Linked DNA regions of Mus musculus: regions 1, 2 and 3 are each linked to region 4. A link is a contact called in public Hi-C and HiChIP or PLAC-seq data. All regions are on one chromosome and are shown on one strand. Each heading gives the region's core, a stretch centred on a gene start, on an enhancer-like site or on the middle of the called end of the contact. The rest is flanking DNA. Distances are from core to core; before and after follow the strand shown.

Region 1 (5,441 bases), core at 17-2,516, 300 kb after region 4:
ATGCTACCGTTCTCCCAGCAGTCTTCTCCACACCAAGACAGTGAAGCAACACACATGAGTTTTACTCAAATTGTGGAGAGAGTTGTAGGGTGCCATTGGGGAACTCCAGTGTAGGCTGATCTCAAAGTCCCTGCAACCACCCATCAGTTGTGTGTATGGTGTATTCGTGTCTTCATTAGAGTTTATATTGCTATCAAAAAACCCAATGACCAAAAGCAATCTGGGAAGGAAAGAGTTTATTTCAGCTTATAGTTTCAGGTAAGTTCATCATGAAGAAAAGTCAGGGCAGGAACCTAGACTCAGGAACTTAAGCAGAAGCCATCGTGGAATATTATTTGTTCCCCATGGCTTACTCAACCTGTTATACAGTCCAGTACTCCCTGCCCAGGAGTATGGTACAACTCCCTGTGATCTCAGCCCACCCACACCAATCATTAATCAAGATAATGCACTACTTCTTTGCCTATGGGCATCTCTCATAGAAGCATTTTCTCAGTCTAGAGTCCCCCTTCCCAGACAACTGTTGTTTGTTTCAGTTGACACAAACCAACCAGCACAGCTAGTTGTGCAACACCCACCTCCCAGCACCTATGTCCTTCCACATTATTTGGAGTGGAAGAAGAATCTTTCCTATGTGAGTTGAGGCCCTTCAGACCACTCTATTACAGTTCAGAGAGAAACCCTCCAGTAGACATACTGTGTCCATCCTGCTTTTCATTCCTACTTGTATCTGACCAATCATCTCCCGAACAGGAAGTTTTGAGCAGGAAATGCACCTTCTGGGTACCAAGAGCATGCATACTACCGAACAATAACTTGTTAAACCTGTCACCATTTCTTACAAGTTGTCATTTTTCTACCACCTAGTCTGGACTGACCGCTGGAGAGGAGTCAGTCCAGCTCTGGCAACGGTGCTGCTTAGTAGGGACTGTCTCTTGACTACTAAGAAGAGATTTACATTTTGAAAACTACCAAGCACCTGATTTGAATTTCAGTGGGCCCCAAACTCAGTATTCTCTGGAAAGGCAAGTGCAGTAGAAAGCTTATCTATAAAAGGAAGGCGTCCTACGCAGGAAGAAGCATGTCGCACCAGCGAGCAAATATCTAAGCAAGTCTGTAAAGAGGAAGGACGTTTGCTTTTGCAGCACCCATTGGGTTGGGGTATGGACTGATTGACAGACAACTTTGCCACTTCCTTTTTTTCCTATTTCAGATCCCTGCTGAACCACAGTGTTCTATCCCAGATCTGTGGTCCATCTGCCCTAAGGACTTGAGCTGCACCTGTCTCAAAGGGAGCTACTTGCCTCGAGTCTCATGCCTCTGTGCTTGCTGCTTCTGGTCTTCGGTAGGTAAGATGCTCAAAAGGCCTGGGGTGGTGCCAGGGTGGGACTCCCTCTGCTTGGTCAGCCCTAGACACTCTTCCTGAGCATATATCTCCCCACTGGGGGCTAGGGGTAGCACTAGGTTTCTCCTTCTGATCCAATATTAGCAAGTATAATGCAAATGGGAACTGAGAAAAGCAGGGTTCCCAAGAAAAGGAAAAGGCTCTGTGTGTGTGTGTGTGTGTGTGTGTGTGTGTGTGTGTGTGTGTGTGTGTGTGTGTGTTCTTACTAAAGGCTGGTGATTTGTCTCTATTATTTCTGTTTGATCTCTGTAAAAACAGTAAATTTTCATTAAAAGAGCTTCAAAGGTGGTTTCTGTTAGAGTGAACACATACACAGCCCAATAAATCTTACACCCAAGGCCCGGACTCTACTTCAGGCTCCACCATTTTTGGCTGAGCTCATATCTCCATACATTTAGACACTACATAGACTTCAAACCTGGCTGATAATAGTTGATATCATAGGAGCATATCTACACTGCCCCATACACAGCAGGAGGTCTAGAAGGCAGAAAGGAAGAGAACTAACCTCAATGAAATATAAGCAGGCCCATTCCTGGCACCTAGGTTGCCCTGTGTAGGTAATTTCTCTTAAGCAAAATAATCTGGACAGTTTCAAGGTGGAGCCCGCAAACTGGTTATCCAATACCAAGTGGTCAGCCCTGAAATCATATATATACAAGTAACATTACATGGATTGAGCAGGTTGTATTATATAGAGATGTATATGTGTGTATGTACATATACATATATGGAGAGAGAGAGAGAGAAAGAGAGAGAATTAGAAGCCATAAATTTGAGAAAGAGTTGGGGAGGAGGGAAAGGAGAAAATGATTTAATTTTATTTTAATTTCAAAAAAACCCATTTAAATTGAAAAGGTAGGCGACTTGAAACTCTTGAAATTCTGCTTGCAAAAGACAAACTCCTGGAAATGGAAAAGAACCAGCTATAACATGATTGGAATTATAAAAATGAATCCTGGGTTCTGTAGGAATGTTGTTTGTGAGTGAGAGAAGGAAGGATGAACAAAAGATGGAGGAAAAAGATAGAGGAACTGAAGGAGGGAAGATGAAAGGGAAGGGGAGGGGGAAGAAGCAAAAGGAAAAAGAGAGGGAAGTGCTTGGGAGTCCTCGGAGGGCCAGAACCTGTGAAAAAGTGTGAAGCCCTTGGTCCTGTGTAATCTCTCTGCCTTTGTTCCCTTGCAGCTCCTGTCGGAGTCCAGTCCGGTGAGCAAGTCTTCTCTTTGTTCCTTTACATCTCCAGAACCTCACTCTCTTGGGCATGGGAGGTTCTGCCTAGCAAACCATCTTAGCAGAAGGTAGCAGAAGGAATCCAAGTCAGAGTTAGGGTGAAGAGAGCGGCAGGATTAGGGCACCTCACTCCTCACCCTTGGTCAGCAGGGCCAGGGTATGCCACAACCTCTGTTTTGCCAGCTATTGCTGGATAGGAAGAAGACCATGTCCTGACTCTCAAGGCAATGAATTATTTCCCCTTCGCTGCTGACCTGGCAGACAGGACAGGGAAAGGCATCTGTGTAGTCAATGGGGACAAAGATTCTCATGCCCATCGCAAGCGGCAATTGAGAGTACATTTGTGGCAGAGGAGACGCTCTGCAGAAGGCAAGGACACCCTTAGGTCCCCATTGGGACATAAACAATCCAATGCCTCATGTGCTTTCCTTTTCTTATTGGAATTTTAATATAATGAAATTAAGAAGTCACTTAGTTTCATGGCAGCCTGGGAAATTATACTTTCTTCCTTGCTTAAGCCTTTGAGAACACATTCATTCTACAACATGGAGAAAAGATGATACTTGTGTGCCCAGCTTTGTAATTTTAAACAAGAATGTTTTTAAATTACTTGGTTGGGGAGGTCTCTAGAGCAACCTCATGGGATCCAGTGAGCCTTCAGAAATTGTGGTAAAAAGTTTATAGATGCATAACTGTGGCCATGTTGAGGAAATACAGCTCCAAGTAAAATCTCAGAAATGAAGACCGCTAACCCAAGTGTCTTGCAGTTAACATCCTTACTTCAGTCTCAGGGAAAACTGCTACCATGTTTCTCTGTCTCCTAGCCCTTCCATCATTCTCAGTTTGGCCTTCACCACTTCTTTTATCAACCTTTGTGCCCTGCCATCTATCTCTATTCCCATTATCTTTCAAAGCCAATCAGAAGGTACCTTTGAGCTTGACTGGACACTTTGTCCTACTGAAACCATCTGAATGAGCAGCTCAAACACGGTATAGACAAAAAGGTGTACATGGATATATGTGAACAATGAGAAATACATACATAAACCCAACAGCGTGGAGGATGAGAAGGTGAATTGAGCTGGCCTGAGCAGAATGTGTGGGGTCCCAAGTTCGGTCCCCAGCATCTTAAAAAAAAAAAGGAAGGAAGGAAGAATGGAAATTCATCGGAGATGATCATCTTCATGAGATGGGCTTTGGAGTGCCATATGCTTTAGGAAGTTCTCACTGTTCCTCATCTACACCTTATAGGTGCCTTAGCGCCTTAGCTTTTTCTTCCTGAGACAGGCCCTTGGGAGTCAGAAGGACAAGCTGGGCAGGCACTAACCATGGCTTTTGTACTGTATCTTCACTTACACTGGGCAGCGTCTTATTTCACTCTGAACGGGAGTGGTGCTCTCTGATGAAGGGCTGTGTTCAGAACAGGGTCTGGCCTTTTTATCAGAGCAACAGACATTTGCCATGCTGCCTCCCTAGTGCACTACATCTCCAACCTGGCATTTGAAGCTGAATTTCGAGCTCTTTGCAGACTGAAATCTTTCTGTAGGAAGATGGAGGCTGTGGGGCAGACTGCCAGAGCAGCATGCTGGTGAGCTCCTCTGTCTTCAGAGAGGTTTACAGGATCCTTTCTGCTCTTCTGTGTTTTCTCCTGCTGTGGCAGATCCAAAACACCTGAGCTATCCATTCGCCACTGAATGACCACTGTCCTCTAGGGAAAGCAATGGCCTGAGTAAGTAGAGGCCCCACTTCTTCCTTGAGGGGACCCTACAGGGCCAAGCATGGCAATGATTTGTCTGAAAGAGTTTGTAGTCAGAGACTGGAAATGTAGATTCCAGAGCTTGAGCCTCTGTGACCCCACTGGCTTTATCAAGAGATAACGACACACAAGAGAAGGACTTGGAGTTTATCATGTTACTCTACAAGGTTTCCAAAGCATGAGACAAGCAGAGGGGGTTAATCATCGTTGCCATGGGGGATCTGAGGCCACACCAATAGGTATAAGGAGATACCCATGGAATCTTCTAGTAGAGGGAAGAGGAGTACTGAGACTCAAGTCCAGGGTCTTGCATGTGCTCGGTAAGTACCCCACCACTAAGCTGTCTATGTCTGGCCCTGTTTACTGCTTATTGTGAGTCATAGTCTTGCTAAGTCACCCAAGCTAGCCCTAAACTTCATCTGTAGCTTTGAATCTGTGATCTACCTGCCTTAACTTCATGAATAGCTGTAATTCCACACCTGTGCTATCTCAATGAGCTAGTGGACTCATTTTAAATCCATGGTTAGTACAGCTGTTGGAAATTGGGGAAAGTCACATACAATATATTAACATGCATACAAAACACACATCTGAAAAAAATCATCCAGTGAAGCTCACTCCACTGAGCCAGAAAGTTAACAAAGCTGGTAGGGCTCCAGGCAGCGGTGGGTCATCCACTTATAAACACATGTAGAGGATCTGTCTCCCCAGGAGCATCGAGGCAGGATCCACATTGTCACTGTCTGCACCTTTGCTTCCTTTTCAGACTGGTTGAGCATCAGCCTTCCACACCGTTCTTATGAAGGAGACCAAGTAGTTATAAGCTGCACAGGGAAAAATAATGGTGACATAAAGAGACTGAAGTACTTCAAGGATGGATATCACATAGAAACTTACAGCAGTGCTTCAAGCTACACCATTAGGAATGCAAGACGCGGTGACAGTGGCTCCTATTCCTGTAAGGCAGATAGGAAATTTTTCCTATTTATAGACACAACAGAAGAAACAGGATCTAAGTGGCTGAATGTCCAAGGTAGGGGACTATTCTTC
Region 2 (6,074 bases), core at 441-2,940, 490 kb after region 4:
GATGGATAAGATAAAGAAGAAAGAGGAGAAGATCTAATTGATGTGGCCCAATTAAGAATAAATAAAGAGATCCAGGGACTCCTAGGTTTACAAAGTAGTAACATGAGGCTTAGGTTAAACAGAGGAAGAACTGGGGTGGATAGGCAAAAAGTATGGTTAAGAAATGCTGATTAAAGTACGGTCTGGCTGATCATTTTCTCAGTCCTGGTTCTGTAAGGTGGTCCGAAGAAGTCCTGATCATTGCCCACTACTTGTCTTAGTTAGGGTTTTCATTGCTGTGAAGAGACACCATGACCAAGACAACTCTTAAACATTTAATTGGGAATCACTTACAGTTTCAGAGGTTCAGTCCATTATCATCAAGGTGAGAGCATGGCAGTGTCCAGGCAGGCATGGAAGCTACCAGGTAGAAGGAGCTGAGAGTTCTAGATCCTGACCTGAAGGCAGCAAAAGGAGGCTGACTACTACAGGACCCAGGAGGAGACTGGATTCCACACTGTGCAGATCCTGAGCATAGGAGACCTCAAAGCCTGCCCCCACAGTGACACAATTCCTCCAACAAAGCTGTACCTACTCCAAAATCACACCTCCTAATAGTGCCACTCCTCATGGGCCAAGCATTCAAACACATGAGTTTAGAACTATTCAGACCAGCACAGCACTTAAAAGGATCAATCAGCTTCCCAGGAGATGGCCACTTCCTAGTCACCCTCATCTGCTGGGGCTTGGGAGAGCTCCACTGTGCAAATGTCTGCTGTGAATTCAGGGCAACTGGAAGTTTAAGATAATTTGTCTCTGGACTTTCAACCTTGAAGAAGATAAGACAAACTTGATGGGCATTCTTTGAGTGATTAGCACACGTGAGTGTAGAGTTAAACAGGTGATCCAAAGTAAAGGGCAACAGCAGCCACAACGAAGACAGAAGTGCCAGCCCCTGGCCTGTGTCTGTGATCTTTGAGGCTAAGTTAGGAGTCGATGTTCTTTTAAGGCAAAGACCTTCTAAGTGCCCACTCCCAGTCCCAGGTGGAGAGCGTTGTAGTGGTCTCTGCCTGGGCCCCTGAGGGATTGGTCAAAGCAGGGTCCCTATGTCAATTTGTGATAAAACATGGGTGTTGATGGTGTCTTCATTTTACTATGATATTGTCTGGAAGTCTAATCAAAGGGCTTGTGTGTGCTGAACAGGGCTCTACCACTGAATACCCCTAGCTCCCAAGAGCCTAATGTTTTGTGGTTATCCACTACTGTAAGCCAGTGTATGCTATCTTCATTAAAATCCTGCTTTTCACCATTTGTTTATCCAGGAAAATTACATCTTCACATCTATCTCTTCTCCTCTGTGAAATAGAAATAAATTGCTTATAGTCTCCATTCTACTGAAACTGCTTGGTTTGAGAAGTCTTTGGGGAAGGGATGTTTGCTCCTATCTTACACATGGGGGGCGGAGGGCTAATGTCAGCAATTGCCCCCGGGGTTCAGGAAGAAGTATCAAGTCCAGGATGAGGCCTAGATTAAGAGCTAAGCGGTGCTGTGTAACTGGTTGATGTTCACATGGCAGGTGAGTCTCACCCTTTTCTGAGCTCCCTTGCCCTTCTCCATGAACGTCTGTGAGCACTTAGTGGGATGAGATATACAAAAGCCTTTTGTAAGTCGTGGGATGCTGTCCAAATGTGAGTTGTCTGGGACTGGTGATGCTGTTACATTCCACACCGGTAGCATCATCCCATACCACACACCCCACTGCCTGGTGCAGACACTCTTCTAGCCATGACCTGACAGTAGAAAGTGCTTGTTCAGCTGGGCTTAATAGGTCCGATCTTGCCAGGCCCCAGGCTTCTAAATCCAAAGGATCAGTTCTCTGGAAGAAAAGAAAAAAGAGAAAAAAAAAAGGCACCTGGGGAAGAGAAAGAAAAATCAGTTCATTAGCGCTCACTTTCCTGTTTCCTTTCTGCGCTGTAATTAGCCGCACAGAGGCAACCTCCTGTGGAGAACAGGACTGCAGCCGGAACTGGACTGGGAGCTTTGTCTTGTCTTCCTCTGCGCAGACGCCTGCTCTCCTGTGCTTTCCATGCAGGCTCATCCTGGGGACAGTTCATATTTTGAGACCCAGATCAGTGTTCCCTTTCCCCAAAAGACACACTGGTTAAAGCACCTTTTCAAACAGTGCCCTGCCAATATTCCTAGCAGAGGCTGGCTCCTCAGAATTACACAAGACTGGGGCTAAGGGATATCCCAAACCTGGCTCTCCTCGGAATGCCCATGATTCATTCCCTCACCAAAATAAATACTTAGAAATATGATACAGAACCTCAAAAACTGTAGGCAGCTCAGGGCCATCTGATCCAATTAAGCAAAAGCATTCGCCTCAGAGAAGACATATGGGCTCCTCATCAAACCCATCAAGGGACACAGTGTGACTTTGTATAGAGTATGAAATCCGAATGGTTGGGCTCGTCTCAGTCTCCCCAGTCCCTGTGCCTTTGGAGGAATCCTTTGGCCTTTCTTTCTCAGCCTTGGCTTCCTCATCAATAAAAGTATTCTTTCATCCATGTTACAAATGCTGGCTGACTATTCACCATGTATTAGTCTCAATCAACCCAATACCAAGAACAAAGCTCAGGCCCTGCTCTCATAACCACACTGAATTAGCTGGGGAAAAGACAATAAATAGGTTGGCTGCCAGAGAAGGGAGAGCTAAGGACACAGATGAAATGCTGTAAGCCCAGAGGGTAGATAGGAGAGTGAGCGTTTATGCTGCGTGGTCAGGAAAGGGCTGAAAGTTCAGTTACAAGCAAGGTAAGCTGGGCATTTATCTAGAGACAAGATGATTCCAGACGAAGGCACTGGCAGCTGTGAAGAGCCTGAGGCAGGAATGTGTGTGGAAGACTCAGAGAGGAGCAGTAAGAAAGTGGGAAGCTACCCTGGTAGACAGTGAAACAGGAAAGACAGTGGTGGGGGGGGGCGTTGAAAATTACTCTAGAGGTAGAAAGATATAATAAATTGTTATAGCGGTTAGAGTCCAGTTTGGACATTTATGAACTCTCGATATCTTGTTGAAAATAAAATAAAGGTAGACAAAGATTGTAAAATAATAGGGAAACTCTATTCAAAGAAGAGAAGTGATAAAAGTTAGAAAAGAATAAACTCAAAACTGACAGTGAGACATGTGGGTGAGGTACAGAAGGACCCTGACAATTATTGGGGGGTTGCTCTTACGGGGTTCAAGAGAAGGAGTTTGGTCGCTATGGGTGTGGTTTGTTTGGGTGGGTCTCTAGTTTGACTGACGGACTTGGATTACATGAGCCTTCGCTAACTGTGCATGTCTTTCCCACAGTGCAGCAGATTTAAATCATTTGCATACCCAATAATTGGCTTATTGTACATGCACTCAAAGCTAATTCAGGCCAGTTCAACTAACCCAGTTTTGTACCCAGATGTAACTACACTATGACTGGATAGAATCTAAGTTTGATGGTCATTAACAGGAGGAGTCCCAGGTTGCTAAGCTATTCCTTATGCTTACCTGACTCAAAATGGCTGGTTTTACAGGTCAAAAGTGATTGTTCACTTTTGTGGTTTTATGTGGTGTAACCCAGTGTGGGCAGTCTGTTGGTGGTGGTGGTGGTGGTGACTGTTCATGCTCACCTGGTTATTACTACCTTTTTAAAAAAGGAGGTTACCATTATTTTGGCAAGATTATTGGAAGATAGTTCTTCTTGCTACTGAGCTTGGATCTGCTTACTTCCAGTTTTTGTCCCGTGGCTGTAGTTTTGACGTCTGCCTTTATTCTCCATTGGATTCATATACTGTCTTCTGGCTCCTCTTAGCAGAGACAGATGGTCTATTTGCCACCACGATCCTGACTGCCATCTTTTCCATAGAACCAAGAGATGACCACAGATTCTCAGACAAAAATCTTTAGAAGATGAACATGAGGATATCCCACAGTTAGTGCTTGGCTAAGGCCATGGCAGCCATTATGACCTGGGCTCTTTGCAGTGTGTCCAGATGCGGTATGTACTACTCTGTGAGCCATTCTGGCATTTTTAGAAATTAGCCTCCAAGGAGCACAATGACCAGCCCCTTCCTGTGATCAGCATCCAGATCTGTACTCTTTCTGGTTTAAGAAAACAGACATGGGCTCTAGCATACATGCCATTTAACAGCCATGTGACCTTGAACACACCACCAAAACTTTCTGAGTCTTAGGGTTTTGTTTTGTTTTGTTTTGTTTGTTTTTGTTTTGTTTTGTTTTTGTTTTTTTTCTTTCTGTGACTTTTACTGAAACTAGTTGAGGTTTGAAGATGATTAAGAAGGGACCAATGGGAAGAATAAATCTAGAATTTGTCTGGTCAGTCCCTCTCATATATGTGATTAGATATAGATGAATCTTGAGCTTCTGAAGTCAGACCCTCAAGGAACGTCTCCTATTCTCCATTCTTTATGCCCCATGGGGCAGCTGGGAGAAAACATTCAAGCATAGGGCTACTGGTTGACTACATAGGTTTAATGCCAGGATCTGAATAACACTCATGCTGACACATTCTTAGGCCAGAGAAACATCACTGTACCTGGAGTCTATGATGCTGGTGTCTTTTAGGGATGTCAGTATAGTGGCAAAAGGTAGATTTTCCAGCGCCTCAAAGTTGAAATGTTATGAACCACTTATTTTTACTTAGAACACATGCCTTTTGGAGCGATGGGGCTGCAGGATTGAGCTCAGAGCCTCATGTATGCTAAGCGCATGCTACACTCCAGCTGATGACATTTGTGCCGCTAAAGAATTAGCTGCAGATCAGAGCTAGAACAAGCATGTAGATCCTTGACTGTGGGACCTCCCCTCCATGCTGCGCTTCTCTTGTGAGATGTGACATCCAGGAAGCACGTGCTCTGCCTCTCAGTCTTCAGATCGTTGTAGAAAAGCAAGACGCATGCAAGTCATTCTTATTTAAAGATTAGTCCTAACACTTAGGAGGCAGGGGCAGGAACTGGAAGGGAAGATGAAACTCTGTGAGTTCGAGGCCAGCCTGGGCTACATAGTGAGCTCCTCCCCACCCCCCAAGACTCTTAGGACTTATCTGTTCACAGAAGGCCTCATGCCCCATTAAGTGCTCCTCCTCCACCACCTCAGTAGCCACTCCCATTCCCCTGCCTCCATGATTGTCACTACTATGCTCTCCGTGCAAAAATTCTGCTACCATCTTAAAGAGAGTAAAAAGTAATTTATTCTGGAGCCAAATGTGAGTGATCACATCCTGACAAACAGCAGGTTCTGTATTGCCATGTGAGAGCAGTTCGTGGAGTTGTATGTAAGAGAACAAAGGAAACCATAAGCCGAGGGACAGCTACACAAGAAGGGGAAACTCTCCTATGGCTTCAGATGTCATCTGACAGCAATCTTAGCTTTGGGGTTGGTAGAAACTAATGGTCTGCTAAATCAATAGATCCGTAAAGGGGTCTGATCCACTAGTTACAGGGTGTTAGATCCTACACAGAGGTGGGTAAGGAACTGATGTACAGAGGGCTGAAACTAGTCCAAAACAAGATAATTTGGCTTTGGATCTCTACCATTCCAACCTTTTTACATCCCTGAAGTTCTATTAGTCAGTCAGTCTTTCCAGACACAGATCCCTTCAAGGAATTCTTGTTCACAGTGAGTATTATACCCTGTGTAGTTTATCAAAGGAATGGCGGTTTGAGGGAGGAACTGTAATATGCAAAATAAAACCATGTCATTAAAGAAAACACAAAATCCTTCCTTCTTCCCACAAGTTGATGCCATCTAGAAAATACTCCTGCCTACCCTTCACAGCCAAGTTTCTGCATTGTCCTTATTCACCCAATGCTGTGCTCTGCCTTCAGTTCCCGTGAGCCTACCAAAAAGATTGTGTGGCAGTTATGACTTCACAGTGACTTTTCAGTTACTTCTTCTGTTGTAGGATCTTTTTAAAAAAACTTAACAACTTTTATATAAACATAAAATAAATTCATGAATTCATGTCAAATTATATTTAATCACCAACAACTGAGGACTATTTACAGTAAGATATCTCAACGGATTCAAAGGGAAATTCAAA
Region 3 (5,778 bases), core at 2,839-5,338, 470 kb after region 4:
TCAGAGGCTCCCAGGAGAGTGGGGAGACAAAACACACATGAGTAATTTTTAATCCACGGCAGGTTGTGGTATGTGCTCTACCCAGACGCCCAGACAACGCTGTGAGAGAATTAGGGGAGGAGCAACCCCGAGTCTGAGGCTACAAGAGCTTTGTGTCTAGCTGGTGGTGCGGGGAAGGAAGAAGGGGCGGGGGTGGGGGTGAGGTGGGGGGAGCAGGGCTCTAGCTCCCACTCTCTTTCTAGGTTGGCAGGGAACACAGAGCTCTGCAGGATTCTGCTGCTCTCCCAAGTTCTATAGGGTCCCTCTGGTTCCCTTCCCTCTCCAGCGTGAATCTGTCTTTATTAGCCCTGTTCACTGTTGCCCTGAGGGGAAAAACCCAAGCTGAGTCTCCAGAAATCCCTGTGGAGGTAGGAGGGAAAGGTTGTTCAGACAGTGGGTCCTTTCTAGGTACCTTGTTCTGAAGACAAGGCTGAGCCGACCTTACGTCTGGTCTGTGGACCCTGAGCCTCTCCGCGCTTGATCCTTCCTGATCTGTAGCTCTCCTCTGCATCCCTGTCTACCTTGGCCCCTTTATGACTCTACAGACATCTTTGTCTTAGGGGGTCTTTCCTTGTTCCTTGGCTCCTCTGCCTTTGAGTGGATGTCTATTTTTCTCAGTGCTTGTCTCAGTACCTCTGTTAACATTCCTTCGTGTATGTGTGTGTGTGTGTGTGTGTGTGTGTGTGTGTGTGTGTATGCACATGGGCATGCATGTGTGCTTACGTGTGTGCACATGATGTGTGTGACGATCTGTCTTTGTAGCTGCTTCACCTCATCTGTGCTGGAGTCTGAAGTCTGGGAGGGAGCAGGATCAAAGTGGGAATGCACCTTAAAACACCATCGGAAGCCAGCGGGAGGCTGTTGTGTTGATGCTAGCGAGAGGCTGGTCTGTGCTCATCTGTCTGTGGGCAGGCCCTTTCTGGTTCTTTCTCTGTGTTGCTGTACTATATGGCTGCTGTTCCTGGACATGGATTCAGACATGTGCATGGGCCCAGACATGTAGATGGGACTGTGAGTTCCCTCTCAGTTCTGAGCAGGCTCCACTAGGCTTAGCCTGTAGCTCAAGTGCACAGGACATCGGAGGTGTGCCTGAGTTGTGATGTGCCACTTGCTAGGTCACGTATTCTAGGTTATTGGTACCTTCTTGACACTAAAAGACACCGACACCCTTAGGTCACTTCCACGTTTCCTGCTCACAGTCTTCCTGGGCTTTCTCTCCCATGGTCACACTTCCTTTCACCCTCTGCATCAGAACCTTCTAGACCATCTCCCTATCCTTCCCAGCTCTGCTCTGTACCCCACGTTTCAGAGTTCCTCCTCCCCCAGGGGAGAACGCTGCTCCTTCTGCATCCTGCCTGCTTCAGTCTCCTTTGGATGGGGCAGGGCTGTATGGGGAGGGGGAGATAGTGCCCTGCCTTTTCCTGAAGAAGTTCTGCAAGATTGGACATGCTTAGAGCACCTTTATGTGCCAGGCAGTCAGGCCCCATGCCAAGGGATGTAGCTTAGGGCTGTGAGCCACAGAATCCAGACTAAAAAATGAGCCCCTGGGCTGTGCTGAGATGGGTGAGCTGGGCAGTGTGGTCCTACTATAGCGGAGAAAAGAAGCCAATAGATTGGTTCCTAAGTAATGTAAGACAGCCATGGGAGGCATCCCAGAAGAAGAGGCGACTCTTTGAATCCCAAAGGAGAGAGTGGTGTTTTCCAGGGATCTTCATGAAGACAGGAAGAGTGACCTAAACACCTACTTTATCTAGAGTTTAGAGAGTAGAATAAAGTTAGGTCAGGCTTATAGTTTTCTCTAGTCAAAAGTTGATTTAAGTACTACCCATGACATCTGTGCTCTCTCTCTCTCTCTCTCTCTCTCTCTCTCTCTCTCTCTCTCTCTCTTCCACCCCCCCCCCATATGCTGTCTTGGCTGCAGAGTTGTTTGGGGACACCAAATACTGCCTGTGACTTTGGTACAGAAAGTGGTCTTCCTGTGGATTCAAATTTGGAGGAACACCCCTCCCCCACATTTCCTTCATCGTCGGACTTTGCCGGTCATTGCTTCCATTCCATTTTGAGACTAAATTGCTTCCACTGGGGCTAAATTTAAAAAGAAGAAAAAAGATTTTACTTCAAACGTCACAGAGAAGCAGACACCATCCTCTGTCACTCCTTCTTGGGTTTCTGGAAGAGTCTCTAGTGTGTACCTCTGATTGTCCAGCTGTTCAGGGGTAAATAGTGTTCACAGCTATTTAGTAGGTACGGGCAAAAGCCTTTCGTAGGCCTGGCATCCACTGCACCACATTTGATTTCACAGAAGCTCGGGGAGGAGACATTATCATTCTCATGTAAGGATGTGAGGTTCGGAGGGTGGCTTGGCCAGGGCCACTCGGTTGGGAAGTGATGCAGAGAGACCTTGGAAAGCTTGAGTCTTCTCCTAAGCTGATTCTCCCAGCCTTTGAGTAGGAAGGTTGCTTGGCAGACTCGCCCAGACTTGTCATCTCGCAGTGAGCAAGCAGAGGACCAGATAAGGAAGCGCCAGGTCAGGTCTGTCTGTTTCTCACCTCAGCGAGATCCATGTTTTCCAGGTGTGTCCCACCGCCATCCCACCAAAGGCCCATTGACCTCATTGCAAATAAACACCCAGCCAGCTGCCCACCGCCTTCTGGGGATGCCAGTAAGAGACCATCACTCAGGCTTCATGTAGAAAAGCTATAAATATCAACCAGACTCTGATCCAAGTTCACAGGCCATGCCTCTCACAAGCCCTTGACTTGGACTCTAGGGTCCGTGAGGAACAGAAACAGGAGCACAGAGTTTGTAGCACATAGCTGCACTCAAGAACGTGCAAGGATATGAATAAATTTAACTAATCATATATGCAAATGCTTGACTTGATAACACTAGCTGTTCACCTGACCAAGCCTTCCTCCCGGATCTCAACACCTGCTACCTTGTCTCTGGAGATGTGGATGGGCCTAATCTTCTTCTTCTTCTTTAAGAGACAGGATGGGGTGCCAGTTCTACAGAATTGGGGAGCCATTTACACACACACACACACACACACACACACACACACACACTCAAAAAAGGACCTTTTTTTTTCTAACATCCTGGCCCCACTCAGATCCAAAGTCATTCATTGTCTCACTTAACCAAGGACAGAGCCTGCCCCTGTGTCCTATTCTGGCCACCAGATTCCAGGAGACCCAAAATGAGGAGAAGTTCCATTCTAGTGGAACAGATAGGGCAAACGCTTCCACCAACAAGCTACCTCCCGAGGACAAAAACAGGGACATAATCCCTGACGGCTTTGGACAGGAAATCCTGTCGCTAGAGCTGCCACAGCGAGGCTCAGTGGTGGGACAAGCTATGCCTGCACAGGGGCTATGGACGCAGCCTAGGAGGACCTTCCAGAAAGGCGAATGTGGGACCACATTTGGAAAGAAGGGGAGAAAAGAAAGGAGTGGGTTGACTAGGGACTCCGGGCTGGGGTGTTGCTCAGTGGTAGAGCACCCTGGGTTTGATCCCAGAACAAGAACTGGGAGAAGCCTCTCTGCTGAGTGGGAGGGAGGTCTTGAAATGGAGAGGAGGAATAGAGAGGCTAGGTTTGGGAGGAGTTGGATTGTGGCTTCTATAGACCCAGGGACCTGGAGGGAGAGGTGAACCAGAAGTCAAAGCTTTGAAGAGAGCTTATTTTGACTGCCTGGGCTGACCCATTGGAGCTGTGGCAAGGAAGCCTCCAACTTAACCCTTTGCCACCCGCTCAAAAGTCCCTCTGCTTCCCTATAGCCCATCGTAGGATGCTAATGCCCACACCCGTGCTGTGCACAGTGTGCAGGAGGCCTGACGCACCACTGGGACCAGCCAGTGATGAAGCAAGCCCGTTGGTGGGAGCAAGAGAGAAGAAATCCGCAATCCAATTCCCTACTCCATTTAGGCTCCACAATTAAAGGCAATTACTCTGCAGTTCTCTAATCAAATGCTCCCGGCCAAGCTGCCAGCCAGGCAGCCATGTGTGGCTCCCGGAGCCAGAGGGAGAACAGAACAAAGTCCCACACTGTCTCAGCTCCCATGGTGCAGGAGGCTGTGTGCATGCAAGATGTATCAGTGTGTCCCTCCCTGGGCCCCAGCCCTTGGGTCAAGGGTAAACACATGGAACAGGGCCAGCGTTCCATGAATTGCATTCAGGGCTCTTCGGCTTTGGGTACACTATTGCCCAGGAACCGTCAGTGCACACAAGTAGACATGCTGTCCTGGTAAAGATGAACACATCTGTTGGCCCACACGGCACGGGGAGAAAGGGACAGTGGCCTGAGAGTCTCCTTTGTTGTGGATGTGTCATCCATGAACATTCTGAGGGGAGGTGGCAGAGGCAGGAGTTGTGGAGAACAGCCCAGGACCTGGACAGCAAGGGCTTGAACTCTAACCTAGTGCCGCCGTTAAGGGTGGGGGTGGGGGTGGTCATTAGGTCAGCGCTGCTCCCTGGACGTCAATGGTCAAAATTGGATCAGGACCAATCCAAAGACGTTTAAGTAGTGCCAAACCATTTCTGTGGTTGCTAAGCCCTCCAGAACCTTAGACCTATACCTGGGGCCCTGAGCCAGAGATTATGAAGTAAAGGAATTACGTGGCACAGGATGCAGGGTAAGAATGGGGTACTGTGAGGAACCCTCCTCACTCATTGTCTTTCCCACTGCTAGCTTTGGCTTTGCCCGGGACTCAGACTCGCTTCAGCCAGGAGCCAGCTGATCAGACTGTGGTGGCCGGACAGCGGGCGGTGCTCCCGTGTGTGCTCCTTAACTACTCTGGGATTGTACAGTGGACCAAGGACGGGCTGGCCCTGGGTATGGGCCAGGGCCTCAAAGGTGAGTAGTGGGCTGGGATGGCACCTTCAGTAGAGTGCAAGCTAGCATGTGCAAGGCCTTGAGTCTGATCCCCAGCGCAGCAGAAAGGAAGGTGCGTGGTAGCTGCTCAGCCTCCAGCCCCCAGAAATCCTACTCCCTGCTCTCAGCCTAGATTCCTGGCTTCGCTCCCTCTCCTTGTTCCTGACTCCTCAGGTCTGTCACTCTTACCTGCCAACTCTTCCTTCCCTCAGATTGTGAATTGGCCCAGGAAAGGTGGTGTGCAGCCTGGGAGATCAAGGGAAACAGGACTTTACATTGAGAGCTTTAGATGGAGTCAGGGACACACCCACACGGTGGGGCGCTGTAGACAGGTCATGCAGGAGGAGCTGGGTTAGCGAAGCCTGCCCTGCCCCCTGTATGCCCGAGATGGTATGCTCGGGCACTGTCTGCCCTTTCTGGTTTATTTTTGCTTTTGTTTTAGTTATAATTACAGCATCTCTTCCTTCCCTGTCTGCCTTTTGAGCGCTTCGTGCTTTTCTTTGCCCCCTACATGGTCCGTGTCGGCTTAGACACCATCAGCCTAAGCACCTTCTTGTTTAATTATTCCAGAAGCATTTGTTAAGCACAAGCTATACAGCCGGTGCTGAAGAAAGCGTAAAGATTCCGTTGGAGACAAAGAGCGCCAGCCCTCTATATCCCACAGATAGCACAGAAACCCTTAGAAGCACTTCTTGGTAAAGAGTCAAGATACAACCAGGCAGTGGTGGCGCATGCCTTTAATCCCAGCACTTGGGAGGCAGAGGCAGGAGGATTTCTGAGTTCGAGGCCAGCCTGGTCTACAAAGTGAGTTCCAGGACAGCCAGAGCTATACAGAGAAACCCTGTCTCAAAAAAAACAAAAACAAAAA
Region 4 (5,620 bases), core at 1,733-4,232:
AGGAAGTAGGTCTCTGGAGGTGTGTCTGATTTTTATCTCTTCCTTACTCTCATAGGTTCCTGCCTGACAGAGTATAAGGAGTCTTCTCTGTACATCCCCCCCCCCACACACACCCCCACCCCTGCCCTTACCCTATGGTTTTGACCAAGCAACCAGGACCTAAACCTTCTGAGACTATGGCCCCAATAGATCTTCCTTTAAGTTGTTTACAGTAGAAATCTTGTCACAATGATGAGAAGTTAGCCAATATTGTGGGAACAGGAGCGAGGACAGGGGTGAGAGGCGATGGAGTCACATGGCAAACCTGGGAAACAGACTCCAGAGACCAGCAACAGGGTGTAGATCTGAGTGTATTGTGCAGTTCATAAGCCTATATACAGTGTCTGAACCAACCTGAGCCCTAAATCCTTGGCCAATTGTATCTCGCCACACCACCACTGTGCTCCAATGAAAACCCTGCCGGATGACATAAGTCAGAAGCAACATTGTCACCTGATAGGACTTCCATGGAGACAGTGGAAGAAGCCACCATCTTAGCCTCTGTTCCTTTTTGCAGTCTCACTGGTGTTCCGGGAGCCATCTTAGATCTAATGCTGTGTACAGCAGATCAGGACGCTGAGGAGTCGCAGGAGCCTGTGGTGCCTCCTCTCTACCCCACTTCTTCCTTCACAAGGTTGATTACCTCATCCCCACAAATTATAACTAGAAAGTTCTAGAGTATTACCTGGCATTTAGTTAGCCCTTGATAAAAACTATTAAGAGTTCATGAATGTAGTTTCTCATTGTGCAGTTCATACTGGCTCACGGCAGCATTTGTTCACACTGGTTAATGGTATCATTTGTTCACACTGGCTCACAGCAGCATTTGTTCACATAGGTTAACAGCAGCATTAGTTCACATCTCTTCCAAGTTGTACATTTGCCATAGGCAGGTAGTTGGCCACTGATTGTAATGGGGGAATTTACTTCTTGGCCCTTGGCAAATGCTTTAAATCAGAATTAAAATGTTATTTTTGGAGAATAGGATCCAACTTTTTTTTTTTTAATCTAGAACAGTGCCTGGCACTTAGGAGGCATTTATTAAATACTTGTTGAACGGATAAGCCTATGGTTCTGAACATTGTTTAAGAAGTTCCTTCAAATCTTTTCAGCTATGGCTTGAACTAGTAGGGGCTCCCTGCAAAATTCTTAACCTCGGAAGCATCTGGCTGTGGGTGGTACTCAGGCCTGCTTCCTGGACAGACTCCAAAATCAAACTTTGAAATTTCGTCCTCTAAATCCCCATCTCTTAGAGGTGTCGATAAAGGGGATGTGGAATGGGAAGCAAAGTCAGCCTCAGATGGACTCAGGCTGACGGGCATTGCCAGGTTCTCAGGGTTCGGCCTCTGCTGTCTGCGTGGACCATGCTGCTGGCTTGCTCCATAGAGTTACAGCCTTGAGGCGCCTGAGAGCTTGCCACGCTTCGAGAATGAGCATCACAGTCCCCATGTGCATGCTAGACTAATGAGTGAAACATGTGGACCTGACGGCAGGTGTCTAAGTTCGAGGGTGGGGACCTCTGTGTTAGAAGCAGGTGTGAGGTTATGTGTGGACCTGGCTGTCACTTCCTTCGTATGGATAATAAAGGGCACAGAGGAAGGAAGGAGTATGACACACTCGTCTTTATAATTAACCTTACCACAGAACGGCAGCTTCGTAATACAATGCCATTATTGCTTAAGCCTCACGCGTACTTTTGCGATACTCTGCCGGCCTTCTCTCGTAATTGTGTGCTGTGGTTTTGGCAGGGGAAAGTGTCATTTTACTGTAATTTTGTATGCACGTGATGAGGCCAGGTGTGATCGGCACACATGTATAACCCGAGCACTCAGGGAGTGGAGTTGGGGGCATCAGGAAGAGTTCAAAACCATTCTTGCCTACCTAGTGAGTCTGAGGCTAGCCTAGGCTACATGAGATCATTCTTGCCTACCTAGTGAGTCTGAGGCTAGCCTAGGCTACATGAGACCATTCTTGCCTACCTAGTGAGTCTGAGGCTAGCCTAGGCTACATGGGACCATTCTTGCCTACCTAGTGAGTCTGAGGCTAGCCTAGGCTACATGAGACTCTATCTCAAAAAAACTAAATCCAGCAGAAATAAACACAGGATAGCCTTATACTTCACAAGAAGCCCACTTCTCACATCTGCCCCCTTCTTCCCAACATGTAACTCCTCATGTTAGTTCTTGTTAATTTTTCTAGACTTTTGGTATATGATGGAGTCCATATGAATTTATGCAGGAATTTCTCTCTTGACATCTAGTACCATCCTCACACTATTTTGTCTACATTTTTCTTTTAAATAATTTTGTTAGATCAATCTGTTATTGATACAGACTGTATCGACTTATCTGTAAATAGGGAATCTTAACTAAAAAAATGTCTTCATAAGATCTGGCTGTAGGGCATTTTCTTAATTAGTGATTGATGGGGGAGGGCACAGCCTATTATAGGTGGGCTGGTGGTCCTTGGTTCTGTAAGAAAGAGGGCTGAGCAAGCCAGTAAGCAGCATCCCTCCATGGCCTCTGCATCAGCCTCTGTCCTCCAGGTTCCTGTCCTGCTTGAATTCCTGCCCTCACGGCCTTTGGTGATGAACTGTTATATGGAAATGTGAATGAAATAAACGACTTCCTCCACAAATTGCTTTTGGTCACGATATTTCATTTAAGCAACAGTAACCAACCCTAAATAGGACACCAGCTAGACAGATAAAGGGAACTCACCCTGCCCTTCGGTAGGCATTATGTACTTACTAGTAAGCCTGTCAAAATCATTGTTAACACCAATTCCAAGCCGTGGAAGCACTCTTGGTGTTCATTCTGTAGTACATAAGTAGACACCTGCGGGATGGGGCTATTTGATTTCTCAATCTGCAGCTGTTGGATCGTCGCTGTCACCAGCCCCAGTGAACTCTGGATGACCCTGCAACCCTTTTCACAAAGGCCAGAGGGGCAGAACTTCCTTTAGTGGCCTGACAGAGGGACTGCTGTGGCTGGTGCGAAAGAGGCAGGGCTGTGATTGGTGCAAACACAAAGCACCATGTGTTACTGACTGTGATTGGTGCCATGGAAAGAGGCAGGGCTGTGATTGGTGCAAACACAATGCACCATGTGTAATTGACTGTGATTGGTGCTATGTAAGCTGGCTGCTCAGCTCTGTGAGCCGCTCAGGGCTGCCTCTGCTGCCTCTCCCTGCACTGTTGCAACATTAGGCTGGCAGAGAAGCTGATGAATTGTACATGAGCAGCCAGGGCGTGGAGATGGTGGAGAGAAGGCAGAGCCTGAGAGAAGGATTAAGACATCCTGACTTTCTAGGACCATGGACCGCCTCTAAAGCAAAGGACCTAGTATTCTATAGTCTATGGGGCGCATCACCTACTGCTGCCTTTCTTTGCTGTCAAATTAGAGCCATACAAAGACTAGTGCTTGAAGAGCCCCCTTTTTACTGCCTGTGCTTTCTGTGCAGGTAGAGGGAATGGGTCTTGGGCTGCTGGTGAGTACACCGGAAGTCTCTGCTCTGTAGTTGGCACGCTGAAGCGGCATGCCTGGGCAGACTGTAAAGAGACTGCTTGGGTCTGCACCCAACCTCTGCCACTTGGCAGGAATCTGCTTGAGCAGGTTTCATCTCTCCGTACTTGTCCTTACCTGCACAGTGGGATGAAAACAGGGACTGCCTCCCGAAGCCCTAGCATTGGTTGGAATGACATATAGGAAGCACTTAGGATGCTGCAGGTCTGGTCTATTGCAAGGAAGAGACACCATGACCAAGTGTACTGGCTGGTTTTGTGTGTCAACTTGACACAGCTGGAGTTATCACAGAGGAAGGAGCCTTAGTTAAGGAAATGCCTCCATGAGATCCAGCTGTAAGGCATTTTCTCAATTGGTGATCAAGGGTGGGAGGGCCCATTGTGGGTGGTGCCATCCCTGGGCTGGGAGTCTTGGGTTCTATAAGCAAGCAAGCTGAGCAAGCCAGGGGAAGCAGCCAGTAAGGAACATCCCTCCATGGCCTCTGCATCAGCTCCTGCTTCCTGACCTGCTTGAGTTCCAGTCCTGACTTCCTTGGTCATGAACAGCAATGTGGAAGTGTACGCTGAATAAAACCCTTTCCTCCCCAACTTGCTTCTTGGTCATGATGTTTGTGCAGGATTAGAAATCCTGACTAAGACACAAAGGCAACTCTTATAAAGTTAAATGTTTATTTAACTGGGGGCTTGTCTGTGGCACAAAGGCAGGCATGGCACTGGGGCAGTAGCTGAGAGCTTTATATCCTGATCCTCTAGTAGAAGGCAGAGAGAGAGAGAGAGAGAGAGAGAGAGAGAGAGAGAGAGAGAGAGAGAGAGAGAGAGAGAGAGAGAGAGAGAGAGAGAGAGAGAGAGAAGACTGGGCCTGGTATGGGATTTTAATTTCTCAAAGTCCACCACAGTGACATACTTCCTCTGACAAGTACACACCTATTCCAATAGGGCCACACCTCCTAACTGCCCCCCTCCTAAGCAATTCATCAGCTGGGGACTAAGCATGCAGATGTATGAGCCTATGGGGAGGGGGGTACTTTCATCCCAACCACCACAGTCAGGCTCATAGCGAGTGGTGCATAAATGTAGTTTTAAACAACATATCCCTTTCTGGAAGTCAGATGAGTGATATGTGCCTGAAGCCATTACAGTGTCATGATTTTTCACCCAGTAATTTTATTCTGTCCCTATCCTTATGACAGCAGTGCATATATAAGCACAGTAGAAATGTATGGCATTTCATGGAATGGTGGCACACATGTGTAATCCCGGCCCTTGTGCAGCAGAAACTGGTGGAATGCTACAAGTTTGAGACTAGCATAGTTCACATTACAAGCTCCTGGCCAGCCTGGGCTACATAGTGAGACTATCTCAATGAATAAAGAAAATCCAAAACCAAGCAAGCAACCAACCAAAGAAACAAATCACAATAAACATTTAATAAATGCCTATTGGATTGTATTTACTGGTCTATATGTGTGTGCATATATACAGATGTTCATATATACGTATATACATGCATATATAGCCATATAAGCGTATGTGTACCTGAAAGATTCATATGACCCAGTGAGATCAATGTGATACCATGACTCAGATGTTTGTGGTGAATCGGTGTAGATAAACGCACTATGTGTGCCAATTGCTGCAAAGTTGCTCATGTGAAGTATAGCAGTACAATGGTATGCAATGCCTACGTTTTGAAAATGATTATAACCAAGGTGTTGCTCTCTGGTAGGCACTCTTCTAAAAATTTTAGCTCATATCCCTACTTGCAACAAAGTACCAGCAGTATACAGCATGGTTAGCAGCCTTGTGCACCATGTGTTTGCTTGATAGCATCCTGCTGCCATTCACCATGATTGATCTCTGCCATCTGCTTTCCTGCAAGTTCATTCAATGACATTTCTACATGGACAGAACCACCTAACAGCATAGAGTGCATCTGACAGAAGGAGACACATGAAGATTCCTTAAGAAATGAAAGGAAGAGGGTAGGGATTATCCACACTGCCACCAACTCAGGGGAGTGAACACCTGCTATTGTGTCTAAGCATCTGTGGTGGTTTA

Evidence for each region. A called contact is a pair of places that touch in the nucleus more often than the background predicts. HiChIP or PLAC-seq counts read pairs in DNA pulled down with a chosen protein or histone mark.
Region 1: an H3K4me3 HiChIP or PLAC-seq map of forebrain shows a contact between it and region 4, with 5 times the contacts expected there. The contact joins the promoter of Fcrls here to the enhancer-like site in region 4. A contact is called at or near these places in 4 of 39 promoter capture datasets (embryonic stem cells, hippocampal neurons, liver and 1 more), 1 of 15 datasets of contacts at CTCF or cohesin (large pre-B cells), 8 of 484 Hi-C or Micro-C datasets (the P5424 cell line, bone marrow-derived DN2 thymocytes, bone marrow-derived macrophages and 5 more), 4 of 115 datasets of contacts at active chromatin or transcription factors (cardiomyocytes, embryonic stem cells, forebrain and 1 more) and 4 of 9 other capture datasets (adipose tissue, liver, macrophages and 1 more).
Region 2: a contact with region 4 is called in a Hi-C map of Sertoli cells, with 3 times the contacts expected there. The contact joins two enhancer-like sites. A contact is called at or near these places in 2 of 15 datasets of contacts at CTCF or cohesin (the NIH/3T3 cell line and large pre-B cells), 21 of 484 Hi-C or Micro-C datasets (B cells, CD4 T cells, the G1E-ER4 cell line and 12 more), 2 of 115 datasets of contacts at active chromatin or transcription factors (bone marrow-derived dendritic cells and embryonic basal ganglia) and 2 of 9 other capture datasets (adipose tissue and embryonic stem cells).
Region 3: a contact with region 4 is called in a Hi-C map of cortical neurons, with 3 times the contacts expected there. The contact joins two enhancer-like sites. A contact is called at or near these places in 1 of 15 datasets of contacts at CTCF or cohesin (large pre-B cells), 38 of 484 Hi-C or Micro-C datasets (the AtT-20 cell line, B cells, the Ba/F3 cell line and 20 more), 5 of 115 datasets of contacts at active chromatin or transcription factors (SST interneurons, bone marrow-derived dendritic cells, embryonic basal ganglia and 1 more) and 2 of 9 other capture datasets (embryonic stem cells and liver).

The regions. Positions count from the first base shown.
Region 1 is chr3:87,259,349-87,264,789 of GRCm38.p6, reverse strand. It overlaps Fcrls (Fc receptor-like S, scavenger receptor), which reads left to right and starts at 1,266. Exons shown (of 8, transcript NM_030707.3): 1 at 1,266-1,345; 2 at 2,591-2,611; 3 at 5,158-5,424. The coding sequence starts at 1,315.
Region 2 is chr3:87,068,982-87,075,055 of GRCm38.p6, reverse strand. No RefSeq gene overlaps it. Among named protein-coding and RNA genes, the nearest start is that of Gm24472, 5.1 kb to the right of the region's middle. Within about 2 kb of position 1,690, at least 64 of the 459 cell types and tissues checked have an H3K27ac peak or open chromatin away from gene starts, as enhancers often do. A contact at or near this core is called in Sertoli cells, embryonic limb bud and myocytes, where this site is marked.
Region 3 is chr3:87,096,856-87,102,633 of GRCm38.p6, reverse strand. It overlaps Kirrel (kirre like nephrin family adhesion molecule 1), which reads left to right. Exons shown (of 16, transcript NM_001170985.2): 3 at 4,728-4,892. Among named protein-coding and RNA genes, the nearest start is that of Gm24472, 33 kb to the right of the region's middle. Within about 2 kb of position 4,088, at least 49 of the 459 cell types and tissues checked have an H3K27ac peak or open chromatin away from gene starts, as enhancers often do. A contact at or near this core is called in SST interneurons, brain, cerebellum and 4 more, where this site is marked.
Region 4 is chr3:87,563,768-87,569,387 of GRCm38.p6, reverse strand. No RefSeq gene overlaps it. Among named protein-coding and RNA genes, the nearest start is that of Etv3l, 17 kb to the right of the region's middle. Within about 2 kb of position 2,982, at least 226 of the 459 cell types and tissues checked have an H3K27ac peak or open chromatin away from gene starts, as enhancers often do. A contact at or near this core is called in the P5424 cell line, SST interneurons, Sertoli cells and 12 more, where this site is marked.